2 separate regions of the Capra hircus genome follow, and region 1 is linked to region 2. A link is a contact called in public Hi-C data. All regions are on one chromosome and are shown on one strand. Each heading gives the region's core, a stretch centred on a gene start, on an enhancer-like site or on the middle of the called end of the contact. The rest is flanking DNA. Distances are from core to core; before and after follow the strand shown. Region 1 has its middle 17 kb from the start of GPR65. Region 2 has its middle 110 kb from the start of KCNK10.

What was found. Hi-C and Micro-C count contacts between places; a contact is called where the count stands out from the background.
Region 1: a contact with region 2 is called in a Hi-C map of blood, with 2.8 times the contacts expected there. The contact joins two enhancer-like sites. A contact is called at or near these places in 2 of 5 Hi-C or Micro-C datasets (blood and liver).

The regions. Positions count from the first base shown.
Region 1 is chr10:3,428,061-3,434,968 of ARS1.2, forward strand. No RefSeq gene overlaps it. Among named protein-coding and RNA genes, the nearest start is that of GPR65, 17 kb to the right of the region's middle. Within about 2 kb of position 2,616, at least 1 of the 5 cell types and tissues checked has an H3K27ac peak or open chromatin away from gene starts, as enhancers often do.
Region 2 is chr10:3,304,094-3,311,066 of ARS1.2, forward strand. No RefSeq gene overlaps it. Among named protein-coding and RNA genes, the nearest start is that of KCNK10, 110 kb to the left of the region's middle. Within about 2 kb of position 2,123, at least 1 of the 5 cell types and tissues checked has an H3K27ac peak or open chromatin away from gene starts, as enhancers often do.

The DNA of each region.
Region 1 (6,908 bases), core at 1,366-3,865, 120 kb after region 2:
TTGGGTTCAGTCCTGGGTCTTTTCCAATGAGTCAGCTCTTCCCATCACATGGCCAAAGTATGGAGCTTCAGCTTCAGCATCAGTCCTTCCAATGAATATTCAGGACTGATTTCCTTTAGGATGGACTGGTTGGATCTCCTTGCAGGCCAAGGGACTCTCAAGAGTCTTCTCCAACACCGCAGTGCAAAAGCATCAATTCTTTGGCGCTCGGCTTTCTTTATAGTCCAACTCTCACATCTGTACGTGACTACTGGAAAAACCAGAGCTTTGACTCTATGGACTTTTGTCAGCAAAGTGACGTCCCTGCTTTGATGTGCTGTCTAGGTTTGTAATTGTCCTCCTTCCAAGAAGCAATCATCCTTTAGTTTCCTTGCTGCAGTCACTGTCCACAGCGATTTTGGAGCCCAAGAAAATACAGTCTGTCACTGTTTCCACTTTTTCCCCATCTATTTGCCATGAGATGGGACCAGATGCCATGACCTTAGTTTTTTGAATGTTGAGTTTTAATCTAGCGTTTTCGCTCTCCTCTTTCACCCTCATCAAGAGGCTCTTTAGTTCCTCTTTGTTTTTTGTCATTAGAATGGTATCATCCACATATCTGAGGTTGTTGATATTTCTCTTGCTGGGTAGCAAGGTACAAAAAAATTTATTTTGCTTGTGAATGAAAGATATTTTCACCTCTTCCTGTTTAAACTGTCTCATTGGGTTAACTCAGCTACTTTGGGGTGAATGCTGAATCTTTCAAATACACTCCATCTCTGTCAGTTCCTCCCATAAAGGCTCAGGAGTGAAAGAGGTTTACATAATTTTGCAGTGGCAGGAGAAAGGCAAGATTAAACCTCTCACATGGCATTCTATGCAAATGAGAAAGAAATGTGTCTTCCTTAAGACACTTTCCACTCAGTGGTGGAACATTTTCACGCTGGTCTGGTTAGAACGCATTGCTGCCATATGCTCGGAAACTGCCACAATGAACGTGCGAACTACGATGTCCGTGGACCGTGAGGCGCCCTGTAGACGCCAGTTTTCTTGAGCAGTGCTCAGCCTGCACAGCTGTATGCTCACCTCTAGCTTTGTACCCACTGCTGTGCATCAGGGTGAACACATAACTTCCCCCAGAGGCTTGCAGCTGCCTGCAGGGAAAGCACATTCTTCGCCTTAACTATTCTCCCTACACACTCTGAAGTTTCTGAGATTCACCAGAAACTCCCCAGGCCAAGAGGTTCAACATTTGCTCTGAGGTTCTCATTCTACTTTTTACTGCCTCCTCCCTGTAGCCCAGTGGGGTCAGGTGGCCAGGCTTTTCCACTTTCTTGTGTAACAGGAACTTTCGTTTATATCAAAACTGCATTATCACTTCCCTTGGCTTAGAGAAAACTCCAAATTTAAGTCATCTGCGCCTGGTTCTTGATATGAAATGGGAGCGCAGGGGATTTCAAAATTCTTTTCTTTCTCCATAATGTCTGGCTATTGAGACATCACTCTCTAGAGACAATTAATACTGGCTTCCTTTTTCTAACTAAAATTCCGCCCCCACAACCTTCCTTTTCCTGAAGCATGAAAACTCATTGCTTCAGTGGATAGGTCCCTTGGGTAGCAGTATTTTCTAGATTTGAAAATCTATCAGGCAAGCTCTCACAAAAAAATTGTATTAGTGTATCTTTTTCTTGTGGTACCTTATTGTGTGTAAAAAGAAGGCCAGAAACTCCAATGTCTTAAAGTTTTCCTAAAAGTTCCCTGATGTGAGAGCCTTGGTGGGCATTTTCTGAGTCCTGGGTAGTAGCGGAAAACAGTTTAGGTAGCTGTTTTGCAGCCGTGTAATAACAAGGGCTGCTAATTTCATAAGCTGGAGCTGTTCCGTCACCTTCTCCTTCAGACCTCTGCAGCCCTGTTTACTGACAGTCTTAGCCTGTAACTTACATCACCCTTACTGCCACGCGCCACATTCTGTTAGGACGTGCTGGGGTTCAAGAAAGGGTCTGACTCAGATGGACTTGGAGAAAAAGGAAGCCGATGTGGCTCCTGTCACTGCCATGTGCAGAGACTCAGAGTGAGAGAAGAGCCAGCTTCAGTGCTGTGAGTCCCTGAGTTCTCGCGGCTTCCATGTGTTGGCTATTTCATGATCACAGAATGGCCGCGGAGGTTCCAGGAGACTTGTCTGCATGTGACGTAAGTGAGTAAAGTCTGACTCTTTGCGACGCCATGGACGGTAGCCTACCTCCAGAGTGAAAGCAGGAGGCTTTGTGCAGCGTTCTGAGTTCACCTGGACACACTGAACCAATCACTGTTCTTGGGGATTGAAATACTTTTTTTAAAATTAATTTTAAGTTGGAGGATAATTGCTTTATACTGTCGTGTGGGTTTCTGCTGTACAACAACTCGAATCAGTCATAACTATACATATCCCCTGCTCAAGAGCCTCCCTCCCACCACTCCCCCCGCACCCCTCTAAGTCATCGCGGAACACAAGGCTGGGCTCCTTGTGTTTATAGCAGCTTCCCACTAGCTATCGACTTTACACATCCGTTCAGTCCCTTCGCTCAGTCGTGTCCGACTCTTTGTGACCCCATGGGCTGCAGCACGCCAGGCCTCCCTGTCCACCCCCAGCTCCCAGAGCCTGCTCAGACTCACGTCCATTGGGTCAGGGATGCCCACCCGCCGTCTCCCCCTCTGTCGCCCCTTCTCCGTAGTGGATGCACGCCAGTGCTACTTCCTCAGTCTGTTCCACCCTCTCCTTCCCCTGCCGTGTCCGCAAGTCTGTTCTCTGAGCTGCATCTCTATTCCTGCCCTGCAAATAGTTCATCAGTACCGTTGTTCTAGATTCCATATATATGCATTAATATATTATGTTTGTTTTTCTCTGTCTGACTTACTTCACTGTGTATAACAGGCTCTGTGGCTGCTGCTGTTGCTGCTAAGTCTCTTCAGTCGTGTCTGACTCTGTGCGACCCCATAGACGGCAGCCCACCAGGCTCCCCCGTCCCTGGGATTCTCCAGGCAAGAACACTGGAGTGGGTTGCCATTCCCTTCTCCAATGCATGAAAGTGAAAAGTGAAAGTGAAGTCGCTCAGTCGTGTCTGACCCTCAACGACCCCATGGACTGCAGCCTTCCAGGCTCCTCCATCCATGGGATTTTCCAGGCAAGAGTACTGGAGTGGGGTGCCATCGCCTTCTCTGATAACAGGCTCTAGAAAACCATAATTCAAAAAGACACGTGTACCCCAGGGCTCACTGCAGCACTATTTACAATAGTCAGGGAAGCAACCTAGAGGCCCATCGATGGATTGAGCGACTTTGATCAGCTTCACTTATGTACCGGCTCCACCCCTGAAGCCAAGAACCACATGGGTTTTGAAGAGAACGTCTACCTGATGGATAGGTTTGTGGGTCATTGGCTGGCTTCTAGTCCATCTTGTCAATGAGCTCTGGGCCTCACGATAGTCAGGGAGGCAGCAAAGAACAACAGAGGTTCAAACAACTATTGAAAGCTTAGATAACGTCATTGCCACTGGAGACCATTAGAGACTGGAAATCCAAGTTTCCTCCTTCATTTTCTTAGCATCATTAAATCTCTCTGATTCTGGCCTAAACCTGAAAAAGGACAGCCCAGTGATGACTGAAATGGAATTTCCTGTAGCTTGGTGGTATGTGGGCTGGGTGTTCTAACTAAGTGTTTTGTAACACTGAATGGGTGAGAAGAGACACACAAGCCATTTCATAGTTTGCAACAAAATTTAGTCCATTTATGAACATCTGACTACAAATTTAAAGAAAAAATATTCTAAAAAAATTCTCATGAGCAAAAAATGATAGATGTTAATCCAAATAATTCCTATTTTTTTTTACCAATTTAAAATATCATTGCTAATATTTGTTTCTATTTCACTTTAACAAATGTAAGAAATGTTAATTAATACTTTCTTAAAAGAAAACTATTTCTCCTTAACCTTATTTTTCCATATAATCTTAAGAATTTTCAACTGAAAATACAAATAGTGCCAAGGGTTTCAGAAACCTAACTCTGGAGTTAGAATCAAGAGTGAAATTGTACCATTTTTAGTTGATTCCACTAATTGACTTATTATTTATTCACTTAACAAACAATTCTAATTATCAAGAGAACACCCTTAGCAACAGTCCTTTTAGGGGTCGGGGCAAGGTTTGTAGAGCAAGAGAAAGAATCCCTGCTTATTCCGGACCCTGCTGGGCAATTTTTTCACCCTAGGGGAGCCAGGTGAGTGCTGGAAGGCGCTAGGTCTTTCCATCTTATAGTCCTTTGGAGCACAGGGTGTCCCAGCTCCCTTCTTGGGTAAATGACAGACAAGCATGGAAGGTATTGCCCCAAAGGTTCAAAATAGCTTTCCTTAGCATCCGTGTCATTTCCGTGAGTGGGTGAGTGGTATGACAGAGGGCTTTTTGTTATATACGTATTTAAAAACACTAAGAAAGCTTCATAGAGCTGGCACTTGTTATATGCATGTGTCTAAGATTGCCGGGATGTCTCTCTATGACATTCCTACAGAGGCACTTTTTAGCCTATTATTGCAGGCCTTTGATTCGATTCATTAATCATCTAAAGAATTCAGGGTTTCCAAGTTGATCTATCTGTTCAGTTCAGTTCAGTCGCTCAGTTGTGTCCGACTCTTTGCGACCCCATGAATTGCAGCACGCCAGGCCTCCCTGTCCATCACCAACTCCTGGAGTCCACTCAGACTCATGTCCATCGAGTCCGTGATGCCATCCAGCCATCTCATCCTCTGTTGTCCCCTTCTCCCTCCTGCCCCCAATCCCTCCCAGCATCAAGTCTTTTCCAAGGAGTCAACTGTTTGCATGAGGTGGCCAAAGTACTGGAGCTTCAGCTTTAGCATCATTCTTTCCAAAGAAATCCCAGGGTTGATCTCCTTCAGAATGGACTGGTTGGATCTCCTTGCAGTCCAAGGGACTCTCAAGAGTCTTCTCCAACACCACAGTTCAAAAGCATCAATTCTTCAGCTCTCAGCTTTCTTCACAGTCCAACTCTCACATCCATACATGACCACTGGAAAAATCATAGCCTTGACTAGACGGACCTTAGTCGGCAAAGTAATGTCTCTGCTTTTGAATATACTATCTAGGTTGGTCATAACTTTTCTTACAAGGATAGGAAATGTCAATAGTCTTGGAGCCAAGACCCGAAATTTTGCAGTAATTTTGAAAAGGATTCTTTTAGGAGGATGTTTACAAGTTCAGTTACATTTCCAAGAAGGATCAATGAAATTCTGGGAACCAAAGTTAATATTTTTCATAGCATCGGCAAGTCTAGTCACTGCAGAGTGAGGTTTCTTGATTGTATTTGATTTTGCAATTAATTGAGCACACATTTCATAGATAATGACATTTATAATTTATTCTAAAGCTCGCCCTGAGTGATGGCACGGAGGCTTCTCCAGCCTATTCTTTTACTGACTTGCTTTTTGAACACCTAATTGTAACATTATGCGAGGAATCGTGATCTATTTTTAAATGTGTAAAAATCTGCTGTGCTTCATAAACAGCTTATGAAAATTGTAGGCAGAGGAAAAGTAAATTATAGGCCATAATATGTTTAATGATATGCAAATACTGTTAAACTAGAACATGATTGTATTACTATTCTTTGGGGAAGAACAGACTTAAACAATTCAAAATAGCAGATGTAAGTTTTTAGTGCTGAGATCTAACAATAATAAATTAGAAATGGAAAGTCACACATATACTGAATTACATCTTGACTTTCATAGATTTTCATTTCATCACCAAAGACAAAACTGCAAGCGGCTCCCAGCTCCTATTTTGTGTTTCTCTTCACGTGAAAGATGGCCAGGATTTTCTTCAGTGGGTAAGATAACTAAATTAGAACAACTCATCAATGTTATTGCCACAATCATGCAGAAATTATGCAATTCAGTCTGTGTTCTCTCACGTGTAAACTGACCAATTTAACCAGCTTGGAAAAAAAAAAACCAACCCAAAAACTAGAATCACATAGGGAATTTGGTCTGGTCTTTGTTGTTAAATTGTGACCGACTTTTTGTGACCCCAGGCACATTAGTCCTCCAGGCTCCACTGTCCATGGAGTTTTCCAGGCAAGAATACTGGAGTGGGTTGCCATTTCCTTTTCCAGGGAATCTTCCCGACCCAGGGATCGAACCCAGGTCTTTGTAGGAGGTCTGTTTACCAACTAAGCCACCACGGACACCCAAACTAAGTAAAACTATCTAATGGTTACCGAGCTCTCTAGAAAGCAAAGAAATAAAGAGTACAAACTGAATTTCAGCGCTTGCCCCCACTCACTTCCAATTCATAGGGAATCTTGCTTGTTTCTTGGTTGTAAAAATATGCTAAGCTCCTCTCAGCTTTTGGGGAGTGGCAGCTGTGAGCTACGAGGTCCTGAATAGAACACGATCACCACCTGCTGGCTACAGACAGGGATGCTATGTGAATTTTCTTGGCCAGCAACAAGTGATGTCAGAAAAGGATCTTGGAAAAAGAAGAGGAATCTCAACTTCTACATCACTTTTCCTTCACCTGCGCCCGGCCCTCTGTTGTCTTTGTCAGCTTATTCCTGCACAAAGGGGCATTCACCTAATGCAACTGAAAAACAACCTGTCGCTCCATCAGTAACGGTATGAAATGCCAAAGAATAAAAGAAAAAAAATTTAACTTGAATCAGGTATTTACACTGTGAATGGAGAATTAAACTGGACACCTCTGCTTTCTTTTAAACTGACCTTCTATTATTTCCCCCCAAAGGTTGTCTGCTCAGGACATGGCAAATAAAATCTCCCAGTCAGAACTGGATATTTTCAGAATATCAGAGCAATGGAAACAACGCGAATATGCGTTTCCTTACCATGGCCTCCTTGGCAGCCACTTTGGGTTGAAGGAAA
Region 2 (6,973 bases), core at 873-3,372:
CCAGTGTAGTTTTTGCTGATGTACACAATATTCCCAAAGCTAAGAAAAAGGGAAGGATCATTGTCTTGGCTGATAGGAAATCCTAATAAAGTTAGAGAAAAAAATCCAAGGAGATACATGGATTGCTTATCCATCTTCCCCTTCCACCTTCCCACAAGAGCCCAATCAAATTATAGAAATGGTTAATATTTTTAAAAAGTCAATGAGGGTGAAAGGCAGCAACTAAGCCTCAGGAAAATGTATCCAAGCTCCCAGGGAATATCTGTTGAGTGTTTGAATGCCCAGGGTGCCAAGATCTAAACAAAGCCTACAAAATTCCTCATCACCATAGGTGATGGGGGAGAAAAGATGAGATCGAAGGAGGAAAGACAGTTAAAAGTCAGCAGATAAGGCACAAAGCATTGACTCAATATAAGTAGACCACAAATCAGGTTTAACACATTTAAAAAAACATCAGCTGGAAGGGAAATCTGTTGAGCCTGATGACTATAGCATTTTATGGAGAAAGGGAGATGGGGTGATGGGAAGACGTAGGGAAATAGTCTACTAGGTTTTTGAGTTTATTCAATTTTGTTACATCTTTTTCTTTCTATTCATATTCAGAAACTTGTCAAACTTCGCAATTTTCTTTCTCTCTGGGATCCTTGTTTTATTTCTCTCATGCCTGAGGGACAGTGACTTTGGAGACACCTGGTTTGAATTTAAGTCTTGACTTTGGCACTTACTAGCTTTGTGACCTTGGGCAAATTAATGAACCTTGTTTTGCGTTTAGTTTTTCTTCTAATAAAACTGGAATGATATTCCTAATCTCATAAGATTGTTACGAGTGTGAGCTGAGCCAAATGCCTGCTCCTTGTTGGCACCTACAGGTGGCGCTCAATAAATACGAAGCTCTCCTCAGAGGAACAAGTGCTGTTTCTAAAGCTAAGCTCTCCACTGGCCCCTCAACAATCACCTTCTTTCCTGATTTTGTGGAGACCTTCCTTTTGTCTTTTGCATCTACAAACTTTCTCACTGTGTGAAACCCTTTCTTTTATGGAGGCACCCAGATTTAGTGGGTCTCTCTTTGTACTTGGAAGTTGTGGGAAAGGAAAACTCAGTCAGGAAATGAGGTACCTGTGGGTTCTTTGGAAAACTGGGACCAGGAGGCAGTGAGGAAAGGACTTGGTGACTCTGGGTCCACTTGTCCAGGCAGGGGGCCATGAGGACGGGTAGGAGCCCTCTCAGTACTAAGCACATGGAGTGAAAAGCCTTGGGGCTTGCCGAAGGAGGAAGGGAAACCAACAGCCCCGGGGGTCAAGCCGGGGTCAGGGGAGAGAAGCAGAAGGGGTGTGGGGATCCCAGAAGCCAGGGCCTGGGCTGGGCCAGGGCAGGAGAGAAAGCGGCAGGGCGTTTACACATCACAGGGCCTGCACGATGTCCACTGAGCCTTGTTGTGTATTTAAGAGGAGCCTAAAACTTCGGCCAGACCCTTTCCAACGGTGCAGCGGTGGGAGGCGCGACTGCAGAGCTAGAGGAGATCAAGCATGAAGGGAAAAGCATGGTGGATTTATTTGACGAGCTTGGCAGGGAAGACAGAACCAGCTGTAAGAGAAAAGACTGCTTCTGGTGGGCTGGGGGCATAGAGCGGTACCCAAGGAACCCTACGACAGAGGTTGAGAAGGCAGGGGAGTGGGGAAGCCCAGGGGAGGATCTGGGCCAGGGAGAGAGGGGCGGGGATGTGCGTGCAGGGCATTGATGGTGGGAAGGCCCCTGATGGAAGAACAGAGAAGGTTCTCTGAGGGAGAAGGAGTGGGTGGTATGTGGGGGTTTGTAGACTTGGATGCATTCACAGGCAGCGAGGAGCTTGCCTGGTTCTTTGGGAGGGCTTTGTCTTCCTAGGGTAAGTAGGAGGTACGCCCATCTGTGGAACGCAGGGAGTTGGGGGTGAGAGGGGACCTTGGTGAGGGAGTGGTGAAGGCTGGGAACAGCCACGGTAGAGGGTAGGGCAGGGCCTGAGTGTGACTCTGTCAAGCAGTGCTCAGCAGCACAGAGGTAGGAGGCGCCCCAGCGGCGGAGGAGAATGTTTGGACCGATCCAAGGTTGGGAATAGGGCAAGGTGGGGTTGAGGGGCGAGGACGCAAGGGCGTCTGAGGGGGACGGGAGAGGCTTTTCCCTGTGTGCGTCTTCACGGTGGGTTCTTCCAGAACTGGAAGAGAAGCTGTGAAGAGGGACTGGCTGGGAGGAGGCAGGGAGAGAAGGCGCAGGCAGGGAGCCGCCCTATCCATGAGGCTGAAGAGCTGGTATCAGCCCCCCACCCCAACCCCGCCTCCCCGCCCCAGCTCCCCCACATCGCTTTTGACAGTGGAGGTAAGGGGCACGTCGAGCAGTCAGACGCGCATTCTTCCCCTAACTTTTAGGGTTCTGAGTCCCTTTGTCTTTCTTCTCTTCCTTTTACGACATTGAGTAGATTTTTTTTTTAAAGATCACCCTAACAATTACAAGGAGTTTTAGGGACCATACATAGCTGACAGTTCTCCCCTCTACCTTAAATCTTGGCTTCTTGCCCAAGTGGGCAGGTCCAAGTTTTGGTTTTGTTGATGGTAACTGGGGCAATGGAAAGGGTTGGGTTCAAGTAGAAGCAGGGAGCCAGAGGTCCGTCCCTCATCCACCATGGGGACCTGTTGCTTGCCCCCCACCTCCCGTCCCCAGGACTGTGGTTCATAGCTGGAGCCTCAGTCTCTGCACCTCTTTCAGGAATCTTCTGTTCTCTGTGAGCAGTCACAGCGGAGGCAGGATACATTCTCGTGAACGTTTCCCTCTTGAGCCTTTTGCTCTTTTCTTAAAGCTTGTAAATTGGAAATGCCAAGGAGCTATAAATGAATTCTGAATTTGGGCCAAACGGAATCCACACACTCTAGACTGTATGGAGCTTCTCTGATTCCTCCATGAGTGACTTCCCCTTTCCAGATCTGGTAGAATATTCCTTCAACTGGAAGTTGGACTTGGACAAGTCACTGTGGGCCTCAGGGTCATCTGTGGATTTGAACGTCTGGGTCTCTTCTACCCTTGGTGCACTGTGGGTATGGGGACATCTGAGAACACCTGTACACTCTTATTACCCATTTTATTATGTAAATGGAAATGGTGCAGAAATGGGCATCTTTGATAGACTCAGAGAAAGTGCAGGTGCAAATGCTTCGTTAGGAAGGAAGTCAGTGTATCCTTCCCAGGGTACTTAATTCATGTACTTCCTGTATGTCACAAAACACTGGAAATTAGGACGGAAGGAGCCTCCTTACCATAACCTATACAGTTAGTCTGTCTTGTAGTTCATTTGTTTGTCCAATTGCATTTCTAGTGTTGAATGAAGAAAGAGCCTCATCACTGGTTTCCTAAAGCCGTCAACAGGCATCAGTCACGGAGGCAACAGCAACATGACTCCCTTTTCTTCCTGAAAATCCTTCCCATTTTGGATTCCAAGAGGAGGTAGTTAAGAAAATCAGGAGCTCTGTGTCGGACCTGCTCTGGCTCTATTTCTGGAGCTGGCTTGGTGCCTCCTTCTCTTTCTGGGTCAGTGGAGAGTGTGCTGGGCCCCCCTCTTGGGCCCCATTAGCTCCTGGAGGGGCCGTGGCTATGTGCTGTCTCCCTCATGTCGTCCAGCCATATTTGGCTGAATGTTCAGAGCACACAGACACTGGACTTCCTCCCTGATATTCCCTGGTCAGGGGTAAACCCTTTACCCCAGATTAAGTTTCGCTTATCTTGGGTCATCAGGCTAGGTTGGTTTCAGTGAATTATCTCAGCCAGTGGAATGCAGAAGATGATTAGAAAGGCCTGGGTCCCAAAGTATGGACTGTGAGCCAGTCATATCATGAGCATCATGTGAGAACTTGTTAGAAATTCTAGGTCCCAAGACCAGACCTAAGGATCTGTGTTTTACCAAGATCTCCAGGTGATTCAGACACCCAGTAAGCATTGAACAGCACTTGTTGAGGTGGCATGTTAAGAGAAGCCGACTGGCTCAAGTACTATCTTACCTTTCACTCTGAGGGTTAAACTATCTCAGAGGCTGCTTGGTTTTTTAGTTTTTTTATTCAGAAAATGAAAGTATTAGTTGCTCAGTTGTGTCTGACTCTGCGACCCCCATGAACTATAGCCCGCCAGACTCCTCTGATGGGATTCCCCAGGCAAGAATACTGGAGTGGGTTGCCATTTCCCTCGCCAGGGAATCTTCTGGACCCAGGGATTGAACCTGAGTTTCCCGCATTGCAGGAGGATTCTTTACCAGAGAGGGAGACAAATGGAGACCCTTTAGGAGTCTGTTGAAGGCCCAAGGGATGTTGGAAGTTTTATACCTGTTGGAGGTACTAGCATTATGGAAATTTGTCCCCTCTGCTTGGCACACCAGTCTGTTATGCTACTGCTAATCTCTTGTGAGCTTAGGGCGGCACTGTATTCCAAGACGAGAAAACCACGTGGTAGGTAGAAAAGGGAAAAATATGACAGCCATCTTCTGTTCTAAGACTTGGAGGCAAGATGAAGCCCGATAATGGTCATTACCAGTGGGTCGGTCATTACCTGCTGTGGCTTTGTAAGTCCTGTAAGTTTCGGCAGCTCCGTTGTGAACAGCAGTGGAAGGGGAGCCTTTGAGAGAAATCGCTGTGTTTTGTGGCGTTCTGGCTGCTGGCAGGGCATTGCCTGTCTGTGGTCTCCTGCTGAGGGCCTGGGTGAGTGATGCCTGGTGTGGAAACAGGGGCTGCCTTTCACCAGGAAGGCTTCTCTTCTGCACTGCAAAGCAGTGTGGCGAGATGCATTCGTTGCAACTGCTGATATGATTTGGGAGTTGAGGAAATAGGGGATTCATCATCTAAATGAAATATACATCTCTTTGGCAGCCATAAACTTAGATAGTTCTTGTAGGTGACTAAGTGTTTGGGGAAGCCTGTGAGAACACACACAAAGCTTGGATCAAACGTTTTGGAACTATTTATCTTTTGTCCTTTTATGTAGGCATCCATCACTTTCCATCCCACTCGAGCTAGATGAGTTGAATCACTTGCGGAAATGCCTGGATTCTTTCTCTCTCAGAGAGACGCCCTAAAAAAATTGCCTACATTGGCAAGTAGTGGAGGACTGGTAACCACTTTAAATCAACCACGGGCTTCTTTTGACCCTTGCTATGATGAGATAGCTTAGAAAGAGAAAGGAAAAGGACTCAGGAATCTCCTCTAATTGAAACTGTAATCCTTCGGTCTTCACCCAAATTTCTATGCAATTTAAAGAACAACAACACAATTCCTTATTAGTTTAAAAATACATGCTAAATATTATTAAACTTGAAGGGTATTAAGGGAAAGAAAAGCAACAAAAAATCACCTGAAGTCAGCTTCATGCAAAGAAAACCAGATATTTTGGTTTATAGTTTCTCTGCCTCTCAGACTTACATGGAAACGTATAAGCGCAGAATATTAAGTGCAGTATCTATACAGCTCTAACAACAATGCTGCCATCCCGCCCTTTGGCATTTAGCAGTGCACGTTCTCTCTCATTAATACTCTTTTTCTACGTGATTTTTCAGTGGCTTCCTCCTGTGTGGCTTAGTTCCTCTAAGAAATGGGCATAACTGTAGTTACTGGTCTAATCAAATAGGGAACAAGAGCAACAATAACAGAAAAGCCTTCGTTCCAGGAGCGCTGCAGTGGGATCCCATCTCCATGGGGGAACCGTGTGACTGGACAGCGATTTGGTTTCATTTCTCTGTGTTCTATGACTTGCACACACTTGACTCAAGCTCTCATTTTTTAAAATGGTCTGGGGCCCCAGATGTTTTCTTGTTCTAAGAGTCTCAGATGTCTCTCCATCTGCCTCTGGAAATACCTTGTGAGTCCAGACCAGAGCTTCGATAAATAAGCTAATATGGAGTTAGGGAGAGAAGCTAACGAAGGGAAACAGAATTAGTTCTTCCTTCTCTGTGAAAACACACCAGCCCTTCTTCTGTCTGCATTCCTTTCGGAAAAGGGTCTGTAGGTGATGATGAAAGTTTGAAACTGTATAGCTGTTAGGATCTGCCTCAAGAACCTTCCAGAAGTGCAGCTGCTATTGTGAATCTGCCCCTGCAGAGTGACTCCTACTGGCTTCTCATTGGAGAAATTTCAAAATCCTTGGCCCCGCACGTTATGGCCCCACCCTGCCACTCTACTGTTAAATTCATGGTGCTTGCCTGTATTTATCTGACATGCAAATGGGTCTGTTCACATCCAGAGACTGGCTCCTCTGCCTCTGCCTCATGCGTGACATGCTTCCTCCTCCGACAGCAGCCTCCTGGAGTTTTCTTCCCCTTGGAAATCCCGCCCTACCCCTTACTCAAGACTCAGTTCTCTGTGGAGTTGCAGCCCTCTGGGCTTCCTCGCTCAAGAAGCTTACTGACACAGATGGCCTTCTCCCAGCTGATGTTTCTCATGCGTTTCAGCCACGTGATAATGTGTTTATGTGCTCATACTTACTTGGTTACGCACCTGTGTGTGTGAACGCATCCCCGCTTAAAGCGATAACCCTTTTGTATGTACAAGTCAGATTTCCCATCAGTTGACAAAAAAGATGTATTTCTTTTGCTTTCATTTTATAGAAAGCCACACCCAAACCTCACAAATCACAGATGGGAATGGATTTTAAATCTTTTGAATCGGCCATGACTGGCCACAAAATTAGGATCTCTGTTTTCTTATGTCTTCAAAATGACTTGTACCTTCCTTTGAACTGTAATCTCCAATCATAATGAAAATGCAATAACAGGTTGCGCAGGGGTTGATGGGGAGAGAATAGCACACAAACCTCAGAAGTAACATAAGCTGATGAAGAGTCAGATGATTCAGAAACATGAGGCTGGAAGCCCTCCCCTCCTCCCTCTCTCTCCTTGGTTTTCTTCTATGCTCAAGACTACTCTATTTGAAAGGCATAATTTAACCCATCTCTTAAATTGTAGTCAGTGTCT